Regions from separate parts of the Zea mays genome. Here regions 2, 3 and 4 are each linked to region 1. Evidence: chromatin contacts called from public Hi-C data. All regions are on one chromosome and are shown on one strand. Each heading gives the region's core, a stretch centred on a gene start, on an enhancer-like site or on the middle of the called end of the contact. The rest is flanking DNA. Distances are from core to core; before and after follow the strand shown. Region 1 holds the start of LOC100285889. Region 2 has its middle 11 kb from the start of LOC103629184. Region 3 holds the start of LOC100275842. Region 4 holds the start of LOC100381570.

Region 1 (2,700 bases), core at 137-2,636:
ACTAATGACTGTAGATGAATTAGCAAGCTTGTGTATACGTAGAACGTTTGAATGTTTTTTTTCTGTGTGGTGTGTACCTGTCCGTTTTCAAGCCTGCCCTTGTATACCCTGCCGAATCCCCCTTCTCCGAGAAGGCAGTCAGAGCGGAAGTTTTTCGTGGCCGTGGCTAGCTCACGGAACGTGAATGCTTTTGCGGTTTTGGCAACAGAACAACTTCCTTTAGGAGGTTCGATGCTTGCTGCTGTTTCAGATGATGGCCTGTGCTTGTGCTTCGAAGCAACTGGTGGTGGCCTGATGGACCCTGCAAAAGGTGAGGTGGTAAACTGCATTAGACATAAATCTCTATTTTTCTGCTCCTTCGGTTGTTGACTATTCCTGCCATTTGCTGAACAAATTTGAAGAGTATGTATATGCGTATGCTATATATATCACTGAAATCCATTTTCATCCATAACAGTTAAGAACTAGACATGAATTGCAGCAGTATGTATAGCACCAAAATACATGTGACACTGGCAGGGAAACAGATAGTGCACAGCATGATTGCTACATGGATTCGGTTCAGAGGAATATATGCAGTGACACAGGGGGTTTGGTTTCGTCCCTTAAACAAGATACAACTGAATGGTCGGCGTTTTCATCAGGTCTAAAAGCATCTCTCAGGAAACCACTGACCCTGGTACAGTATATATAGATTGTTTAACCACATGTATATCCTGCTATAAGATTGATGTGCAGCAGAACAGGACGTATTGGGAGATTGCAGAATTTGGATCTTTATACTTGTGCGTCGTATTTAATCTGTTTCCTAATTGTTTGTTTTGTTTGCCGACATCTCTCCCAGTCCCAACAATCATTTTTTTACGCGATCAGTTTGAAACAGTGCAAAAACATGCTAATTCCTTATTTTTCGTTGCAAGATTTGTCTTTTGGTCCTTACCAGATTCCCTGGGAGGCGCTTCGTTCTGGCTGGGGGCCTTGTTGACGACCGTGACCTCCCTGGATTCCGTCCTCCTGGGTGGCACCTTCTTGTCGGGCTTGAAGCATCCGAAGCAGCTCATCTTCTCCCAGCTGTACGTACCAGAACCTTGGATCTCTTCTCTGCCCCTCTCCGCTCTCGCAGTGGGTAAACCTCGTCCCCTCTCTCTAGAACGCACAGACCGATCCGCAGGCCTCGTTGTGCTGACAATGAGAGCACGGGTGGGAGTCTATATGCCTGCCTCCCTCCTTGTGCTAAAGATCTCGCAAACAGGCTGTGGATCGTTGTTGGTGCTTTGTGCGCGGTAAATGTGATCTCTGTGGGGGAAAATGTGGTCAGGTGGGATGAGCATTCGCTCCATGCCTTTGCGCCGAGGAGAGGATTTGCTGAGCCAAGAATAGGGGTCCTAAACTTAGTAGAAGCTCCGTGCGTCTTCCAGGATCTTGTGTCCCCCCCCCCCCCCCCCCCCCCCCCCCCAGCTAACGCGCTGGATGTGATGATGCCTTCCAACTCTTTATCTAGGAACAGAACACCGCTGGATGTGAATTGTTTCTCGGAACACGTTGTTGTTTTTTTCCCCCCACCACTCTAGCTGCCAGTTGAGTTGCGCTTGATAAGTTCAGACAATGAGACGTTATTATGTGGGTACGGGGTACCTACTTGGTTGAAGCAGCAGGACTTGAATCGTGGCAGGTAAAAGAAAAACAAACTGTTTTCGACAGGCTCAAGGAACATGGACTGTGTGTCTATCTATCGTCTGGCTGGAGTACGTTATGGTTGCAGGACCTGATGGTCCTTTCTGAACCTCTGATCCAGGCCTGCAGGACACGTGAGGGAGAGAGGCTGGACAAAGGGCCTTTTCAGGCTGTGATGCGGCTGCGAATACTGGCTGGTCATTGGCCATGCGTCCAATCCCCATGTACAGTACAAGTGTGAGATCTGTTAGTACTTGATATAGATCTCATCTGAGTAGGGGGGAAAAAGGTAAAATTGCACGGACAGGGTCCTTAATTAATTTGTCCAGAGGTGTCATCTGGTCCTGAGGTGCCGTAGGCTTTCCAGGTCCTCTCCTGTGTGGGCGTTACCTGGATTCTAAACTTCCTTCAAGTGTAATTTTTCGCGTCCTCGGAGTTACACCGTGTCATCTAGATACAAACAGCCTTAACAACCTAATACCTCGCTTCTTTGCTGCAATCCTTCATGTCTACTATGTATGGTTCTTTCCTCTCCCTCTTGCTCACACTATGTGCGCCACTAGTAGATCTGTCGCCATCCTTGCATACCTTTTGACTTCATTCCGCATTCCATCTGGCTAAACGCTCCTAGTAGAAGTGGCGAGGCTGACTGAGATCGGGTGCTCGTGCTCCCCAGGTTTGGGAAGTGGAGCGAGGAATCTTTGCATGCCAGCCAAGCAAATAAATACGCCGAAAACTCTCGCTGGCCGGCGCCGTCGTCCCTGGATGGAACCCCGTGCGTCCATCCACGATCCACCAATCCATAAGCGCGGCCGTGGGCCGTGGTTTGCTTGCCTACCTTACCTGCCATGTTATGCCAGGTTATCGCCATTGTTCCAGGAGTACAAGCATACGCGGGGGCTGTACTACGTGTGTGAGTGAGTGTGTCCGACTGGCCATCCAAGTGAAACTGTGGGTGGGTAGGGGGTGCAGGGTACTGGTAGCATTCATTCGTGGCCGGTCACAGCGTTTGGAAGTGATCAACCC
Region 2 (2,700 bases), core at 78-2,577, 330 kb after region 1:
TGGAAAGGAATGTGATAGATGTCGTTAAAAAGGCGACGCTGAATGAGCTTGTAGCTACGCAACTTTTACTATAGAAAATAGAAATATTCTCTTTAGATATCATGGTCCCTATACATCCATTCATGCACGATGACCCCCACTTCGTTCCGCTCCATCTATATAGTATGTACTATTTATGCTACTATTTCACCCTCCTCACCATGCATCGATCTTCATCTATGTGACGACTGGTTCAGAAACAGTCTACTACTCCTATTTGACCCTCATCATCATGCATGCATGCATAACTCTTTTGATAGTGTCCATTTGCTCCTGTCTTGATGACATGAATAATATAATATAGTCCTCTCTCTCTCTCTCTCTCTCTCTATATATATATATATATATATATATATATATATATGGCAACGTATCCTGTGTAAAAGGTTCTCCTGTGTAAACATGCTAAAACGTCTTAACAACCTTTGGATCCAGAATCAAAGGCTAATCTTAATCCCACCTGATAATCTTGTGTTTTTTTCTAAAGAACCCCCTCCTGGTAATCTGGTGCGGTGGCGGTTAGGTGGGATTAAAATTAGCCTTTGATTCTGGATCCAAAGGTTGTTAAGGCGTTTTAGCATGTTTACACAGGAGAACCTTTTACACAGGATACGTTGCCTATATATATATATATATATATATATATATATATATATATATATATATATATATATATATATATATATATATATATATATATATATATATATATATATATATATATATATATATATATATAGGACTGTTCCGAAGGTCATCTTGAGACTACATTTTTTTAGTGCACCCTATATATATAACGGGGAACGCATCTGGTGAAAACCAACTCCTCCGTGCAAACTTTTAATCAGGGCCACATGATGTTGATCCAAGAGATACAGGGGCGTGGATAATTTTACACTTAACCACCCGTTGCTAATCACACTTTTTCAAATCCCCCTCCTACTCTCCCGTACGGCCTCTTGGATTAACATCATGTGGTTAAGATTAAAAGTTTGCATGGTTACACAGAGTGGTTGGTTTGCACTAGATACGTTCACTATATAACGGGCCCGGGATTAGTCTCTTTTGTTTCCTTTGTGAGCTAGGCTCTCGAATGGATAGATATATGCAAAGAGACATATTCATATACACCCCAAAAAACTCCCCATTATTGTCGTACGTACATAAACATGACACATGTAATACTCCTTCCACGACAAGCAGATAGATCGTGGCCATATATACCATACAGAGAGCGAAGAAGGTGGCTCTTGGCTGGCGCTGCTTGGTTGCGAGCCGCACAACGTACAGTACGTACTGGGCCTTGGCCTTGGCCCACGCCATGTGCCGTGTACGCCCGCATGCAATGCAAGTAGCTAGCTACTTTTGAATGCTGCCTTTTATTCTGGAGCTGAATTCGGCACTGGATATTGGCGATACGGTCAACAGTTGACTTTACTATTGGGCATATGCAAATATATACAAGATATTGTACGTATGTCTATGTCTTGTGTCAACGGACACTATATATATATATATATATATATATCTCTACTAACTATTAAGAGACTATTGTAGACTGCCCCCGCCTCCTGTGCCCGTCCGCCCTCCCGCCGCGACTGCCGCGCACGGCCGCGATCCGCCCTCCCGCCCACCCGAGCAATCCGCCAACAACCGCCGCGATCCGCCCGACCGACTGCCGCGATCCGCCCGACCGCCGCGATCCGTTCGCTCGCCTGCCGCAAACCCCGCCTCCCTACGCTCCGCGACGCCGCAACCGCCTCAGTCCGCCCGCCCGCCCTCCGCGGTCCGCCCAAGTAAAGGCGCTCCTCCCGAGGAGGAGCAGGGCTGTGCGGCTTGCGCCTGTCCTCCTGGTATCCCTCTCCCACCACCAGCATCTGGTGCTTCTCTTCGCCTCGCCCCAACGACGCCGCCCTGCCCTACCTCTCAGGTACCAAATATCTCCATCCAAGCGCTATTTAGGAGGAAAAGAGGCAAGCAAATTTTATTGTTTTTTTCATTCATGTGTAAACAGGAGCGGCACGAGTACCTGACATTAGCGAATTTAGGTATTCAGAAAATTGAGCTTGGAAAATATGTAAGACAGGACTATATGATTTGTTCGGGAACACCAACGCGGAGGTAGCAACGCCAAGCATGGAGATGCTGGGGTTCAAGAACATGCCGCAAGGTCTCAGAGAAGACAACGAGGAGATTACTCCTAATGGTTGCATATATGTAGCTACAAATCAAATGATGTTAGAAGGTGCGGCACCTACCAATAATAGATTGTCTAATTCCATATAAAAAATATTAACTCTATAGCAGTTCGCCAAATATTAGTTTTTACCATACATCAAGATTATATAATAAAATGATATCATTGATTAAAACGAATATGTATCATCAAATTTGTAGATAATTATAATTTTATAACATATATATTTGATGTCATAAATCCTCATACTTTCATTTATAGTTTTGATTAGAATTTGAGATGCTTAGACTCTAACAAAAGTTAGAACGGCTTATAGTTCCAAGTGGATGGAGTGTTTTCACAACTATAAATTTAATTTCATCTAGAGAATTCATGGTGCTCGAAAACCAAAATATTTTACAAAACAATAGTACTCTTCCAAAACTCAGAATTGCATCCAAATAAGTCCCTGCATTCAAAATCAA
Region 3 (2,700 bases), core at 46-2,545, 420 kb after region 1:
GAGAGAGAGAGAGAGACGGCTCATTGCATCAGATCAAGATCCAACCCCTGCTCACACAAACGCGCATCGCATCGGATCCCCAGGCGGCGAGGAGCTCCACCACCACATGGCACCACACCACACGCACGCCCTTGATGGGTGCTGTCCTTGTCCCTGGCAGCAAATCACTAAACAATGCTGCCGTCCACGACGACTGATGAGCACACACACGGTTAGTTTTGTTTTGCATGCATATGACAGAAAGGTCATTAGCATTAGCAGACACCAAACAAAACAAGAGAGAGAGAGAGAGGATGAAGACTGGCTGATGTGAGTGAAGAAAGCTGCTGCCATGGTTGGCTGGCTGGCTGAGATGCACGCACCCACTCGTGCAACGCCTACTTTATTTTAGAGACTGCTCTGATCGTCGATCCTCCTCCTAGTACCATTACCTCCATGAGACGAAAGAGAGAGAGAGGAGGACGAGACGTCTCCTGAATCGAAGGGGAAACGAAAAGTAAAGAAAAGAAAATACTACTGTATGTGGTGGACGCTGAGCTGACCTGAGATGAGAGTGAAGGGACGTGTGGATGTGGAGTGGAACGTGCTTTTTTTTGCAGCAGCAGCGCCGCGCCGGGCGGGTATGCAGGCTGGGTGCGGAAATCAAGGCATCCCCATCCAACCAACCAGCCAGAGGTTTCAAGGGGCAGGATTGGATTGACGGATCGTGCATGGCCAGGCCACATCGCACGTGGCCGCAAGCAGAGCAGAGGAGAGGTCAGGTCAGGTCGCAGGAGGAAGGAGGAGGAGGAGGAGCCGCCCTGGACGCTGGAGCAGCAGCAATAGCCATGGCCAATGCAGCATCCTCTCGTCGTCCTTGTCCTTGAGACGACATCACTCTGCTTCTCCCAGTTACCTTACTCATGTTCACGCCCGCCCCCATTACCATGGCCGTCGACCCGGTCCATGCACTGCCTGCCCAAGCCCGTCGCATACCTCCTCCACGGCTCCACGCCTCCACCCACCCGCCCCAGGGCCCAGGACAGATCCATCCAACGCATCCATGGACCGGGTCCAGGCCCACCACCGAGCGAATCCTAAGACACGCACACGCACACCCACGAGGCACGCACGGCACGGCACGACACGAGCGCTAGCTTGACGCTTCCCACGCCAGCAGCGGAGGATCCGGAGCTCGCCTCGCCTGTCGCCTCATTTAATCCGCACGCCCGCGCCCACCGCCCGCCCCCCTCCAGTCCCCCCACTGTGTCCGCGCCGCCTCATTAATTAACCTCGCTACCGCGCGCGGCGGCATCCACCTCCCTCCCTCCGCTGCGGCCAGCCAGCCATGAAGCCGCCGGCGGCGAGCCCGGGCCGCGCGGAGAAGCCGCAGCTGGCGGCGCCGGGCCTGGCGCGCCTGCTGCTCAGCAAGAGCCGCCGGGGCGCGCGGTCGCGCCGGGCGCCGCCGGCCACGTCGCCCATGTTCGTGTCGCGCGGCGCGCGCACCCGCGCCGCCAACGACGGGGAGCCCTCGTCGCCCAAGGTCACCTGCATTGGCCAGGTGCGGATGCGCAAGGGGAAGAAGCCTGCGACTGCGACGGCGCCGGCGGTGGGGAAGGCGGCCGCGCGGGACAAGGGCGCCGCCAGGGGCGGCTACTACTACTACTGCCGCTGCCTCAAGAGGGCGTTCCTGTGCGGCGGGCTGTTCGCGTCCGACGCGCGGAAGCGGAGGCACGAGCCGCCGGCGGAGCGCGGGCGCCGCTCGCCCTGGGTGTTCAGCAGCCGGGACGTCGCTGTTGCTGCCGCGCCCAAGCCGCCCGCGGACCCGAGCAGCGGGCGCCGGGCCGAGGACGAGGTGCAGCTCGGCGTCGGGGACGTCGACTTGGGGTCGACCGGCCGGGACGGAGAACAGGAGGTGGGGATCGGCGACGGCGACGGCGACCGGGACGCGCCGCTGGCCGTGTCGTCCGCCACCACTACGCCGCCCAAGAACGCGCTCCTGCTGATGCGCTGCCGGTCCGCGCCGCAGAACCGCACGTCGCCACTCACCTCCCGGTTCCCCTCCACCGCCACGGCGCCAACGCCGGCGCCGGCCAGGGACGCCCTCGCCGCCGCGGCGTCCCCGTTAGCATCCCCATCCCCTTCGCCTTCTCCTTCTCCCCGGAAGGCGCCAGCTTCGGCGAACGAGGACGGCGTGGCAACGCAACAAACAGGAGCGGTGGCAGCGCCAGCGCGTGAGCCGCAGCTGGTATTGAGCGGAGAAGGAGAAGAGGAGGAGGAGGAGGAAGTAGAAGTAGAAGACGACGACGAGTTCGATGAGTACGACGAGGAAGAGGAAGAGGAGGACGAGACGGTGCGGTGCTCATCGGCGCGGCCGCTGGTGCTGCAGCGGTGCAAGTCGGAGCCGGCGACGACCGCGGCCGCGAAGATGGCGGCGGGACCCGCGACGAGCGCCGGGTGCTTCTGGGCCCACGGAGGGAGCGGCGGCCGGAGGAGGCACGCTCCGCCGCCGCCCGGCGCGGCGCCGGCGGCGGTGGCTTTGACCGGCCACTGAGACGCAGAGGCGATGGGGGACTGTGGGTGGTGGTGGACTTGTGATGGTGGCGGGCCCCGTTCTTTTGTTTTCTTATGCTGTTGAATCTGGATTCCTTGGTAAGTTGTGTAGTAGTAAATATGTGCGCTCACTTAAAAAAATCCTGTAAATTTCTTCACTCTGGTTTA
Region 4 (2,700 bases), core at 112-2,611, 460 kb after region 1:
AATGCAATGCTGATGGATTGAACCCATGGTTACTGCCAAAGCGAGTTGTGCACAGCACTACAGCAAACAGACCCAACAACTATGTACTGCCAGATGGCTAGTTCACCCTGGAGGCTCGTATGCCATGCGCCACCATTCAGTTGCAATCCTACACATCCCGGAGTAGAAACAGAGTGTTGGAAAAGCTGAAATAATAGACCACAACAGTTGCTGACCTGCTTCTTTCCATGCTTCGGCAACCCCAGCTGATTTAAGATATCTTTGAGCTCCTTTATTCTAAAATACGCAAGTTTATCCTGTGACAAACAAGGGTCAACATGTGAGATATTCAAGAGTGCCGTTACACGTTGCTGCGCACGTGAAGTACACCGCCACACTTGCCATGTTTGATCCATGGACCAAAAAAACAGGACTACCAACTCTACAACGATTTATTAGGAGTGAATTTTGTCGGTTTGCCATGTGCAAGCTAGGAGTAGCTTGAATGAGTACTGCGTCATGTGACAGAAGGAACCAACACTAGCCTATCAATCAGTACAGTACATGAGGAGCTGATTCTGTTAGTTGTAAACCAAGCGCATAGTCTGCATGTTTATCACTTTAGAAAGTCTGAATAAAGAGACAACACAACAGAGAAGCTGCTTGTTCTTTTCGCAACACCAAAAACAGCCTCTGCTCTTCGTTTGTCTAGGTGAGATTGAGTGATCGTTGATTCATTCCAGTGCACAGATTCGCGTTGCCGGTATACATCGCCGGGACGTGAGCTCAACAGATTCGGTGGCTCAGGCAGCATAGAACACCTCCCAACAACACACACAGCCCCAAAACTCGGGGCTGGACTACGGCGGGCAGCAGATTAAGAGGCCGAACCGCAGTTGGAAATAAGGCAGTGGTGCCAGCAAGCGCTGGGAAAAACTAGGGTCCGAGCTCTCACTCTCTCAGCCAGCTCAGGCCCATCCATCCATCTAAACCTCGGCGCGGAATTAACCGCCGGGCGGCAGCGGGGCGGGAATCCCCCGGGGAATTCGAGGGGGAAATCGACAGGGATCAGGTGGCGAACTGGGCTCGGGCGGGCGTATACCTTGCTGGTGGAAGCGAGGTCCGACATGGCAGGCGCCCGCGCGAGGAGAACGCCCGGAGGGGCACGACCATGGGGAGGAGGCGATCGGGGCCCCGGGCGCCGGCAAGGAGATCCGGGGGTGCCGAATTCGCGGCCGCTGCTGCGGCGGGGCTCCCTCGCGTGGCGCCTCTGTGGCCTCCGCCGTATGCGTCGACGAAGGTTGCCTGGACGGGGGCGGGGTTTTCCTCTCTCACTCACTCTCTCTCCCTCTCTCCACCTCGCTCTTGTCTGCCTTGGCTCGCACGTGCTTGTGGGACGGGTTCGTCGAGAAGGAGAGGAAGAGAAAGAGGGGTTTCTCTCTCCTATTCTCAGCCCGTCAGCCGCCGCCGCGGCGGACGTTATCGGCCGCTGTCAAATCCGGTTTTTGGCGGGGACGTACGAATCCGCGACCCACCGAAGCCGGCGTGGGGGTTGGTTCGTTTTTACTGCTTAAACCGTGTCCTGTTCGTATTCCCATCTAAAATGGGATTGGGAACATATCAGGTGCAAACTAACTCATTTGTACAACCGTGCGAATTTCTAATCTAAATTATATAATGTTGATCCAATAAACGCAGGGACGTGGATAATTTTATACTTAACTGTCCGCTGCTAATCACACCTTTTCAAAATTCCCCTTCCCACTCCTCTGCGCGTTCCCTTGGATTAACATCATGTGTTCAGATTAGAAGTTTGCACGGTTGCACGGAGGAGTTGGTTTGCACCAGATACGTTCCCATCTAAAATAGTAAAAACTAATAACTTCATTCTTAACTAACTAAGTGCATGTGCGTTGCGACTGCACATAAATTGTTGAGGGAGATCTATGGCTGCTCGTCAAGGTCGATGATAGGCTATCGTTGCTGCTAGGCACCATCATCCGAATAAGGATAGAAGTATCCGGGATAGAAAGGAGCGTGAAGTTCTACACAAAACCAAACAGGTGTTTGGTGACTCTCATCTTGCGAAACACGATGAAGATAATCTTGCATGGATGACAAAGATAACATTAAAAAACTACAAGATTGATTAAGCTAAAGTAAACGCTCAACATCCACAGACAAGTATTGTAGTGCAGTGCACTTTAATACACAAACGCTCTCAATGCTCACCTCCGTCTGTAGTTCATAACACCTCATGCAAATTCGTCCCCTATCAAAGAACATGCTGAAGTAAAAAAAGTCTCGTATGATCCATCATCATTGACTGAAAAGTGAAATTGTAGGGTCACACCACACTATTTGTGATAGCATCATCGCTTGGTCATTCACACAAGTGAAAAATGGATTTGCGAGAGCAGTAAAAATAGAAGTGAGCAGCCGTCCATTTCATTGAAGACTTCATTTTACCAACAAAATAGTGGTATGGGCAGCTCGAAAACTAATTCTAAAACCTAAAATTTTGTGATACCCATGAACACCACCAATAAACACCACCAGGAGCGGGCTCAGACTTTGATTCTGGCAGCCGCGTCAATACCTGTCAGCGTAATTTGAGGCTGTTGTGCATCATTGCTCTATTTTTTATTATTTTCAACAATTCGTTTCAAACTTGCAGCCTGTTGGTTTCATAGGGGCTTGCAGAAGCTAGTGTCTGCATTT

The links. Hi-C and Micro-C count contacts between places; a contact is called where the count stands out from the background.
Region 2: a contact with region 1 is called in a Hi-C map of bundle sheath, with 6 times the contacts expected there. The contact joins the enhancer-like site here to the promoter of LOC100285889 in region 1. A contact is called at or near these places in 9 of 25 Hi-C or Micro-C datasets (bundle sheath, ear, endosperm and 3 more).
Region 3: a contact with region 1 is called in a Hi-C map of bundle sheath, with 3 times the contacts expected there. The contact joins the promoter of LOC100275842 here to the promoter of LOC100285889 in region 1. A contact is called at or near these places in 7 of 25 Hi-C or Micro-C datasets (bundle sheath, ear, endosperm and 3 more).
Region 4: a contact with region 1 is called in a Hi-C map of leaf mesophyll, with 2.6 times the contacts expected there. The contact joins the promoter of LOC100381570 here to the promoter of LOC100285889 in region 1. A contact is called at or near these places in 5 of 25 Hi-C or Micro-C datasets (bundle sheath, ear, leaf and 2 more).

What each region holds. Positions count from the first base shown.
Region 1 is chr6:34,864,865-34,867,564 of Zm-B73-REFERENCE-NAM-5.0, forward strand. It overlaps LOC100285889, which reads right to left and starts at 1,387. Exons shown (of 5, transcript NM_001158779.2): 1 at 941-1,387; 2 at 78-301. The coding sequence starts at 1,061.
Region 2 is chr6:35,192,479-35,195,178 of Zm-B73-REFERENCE-NAM-5.0, forward strand. No RefSeq gene overlaps it. Among protein-coding and RNA genes, the nearest start is that of LOC103629184, 11 kb to the right of the region's middle. Within about 2 kb of position 1,328, at least 16 of the 20 cell types and tissues checked have an H3K27ac peak or open chromatin away from gene starts, as enhancers often do. A contact at or near this core is called in bundle sheath, ear, leaf and 2 more, where this site is marked.
Region 3 is chr6:35,280,084-35,282,783 of Zm-B73-REFERENCE-NAM-5.0, forward strand. LOC100275842 reads left to right here and starts at 1,296. Exons shown (of 1, transcript NM_001149825.2): 1 at 1,296-2,687. The coding sequence starts at 1,328. The coding sequence ends at 2,533.
Region 4 is chr6:35,329,518-35,332,217 of Zm-B73-REFERENCE-NAM-5.0, forward strand. It overlaps LOC100381570, which reads right to left and starts at 1,362. Exons shown (of 17, transcript NM_001361448.1): 1 at 1,082-1,362; 2 at 216-296. The coding sequence starts at 1,108.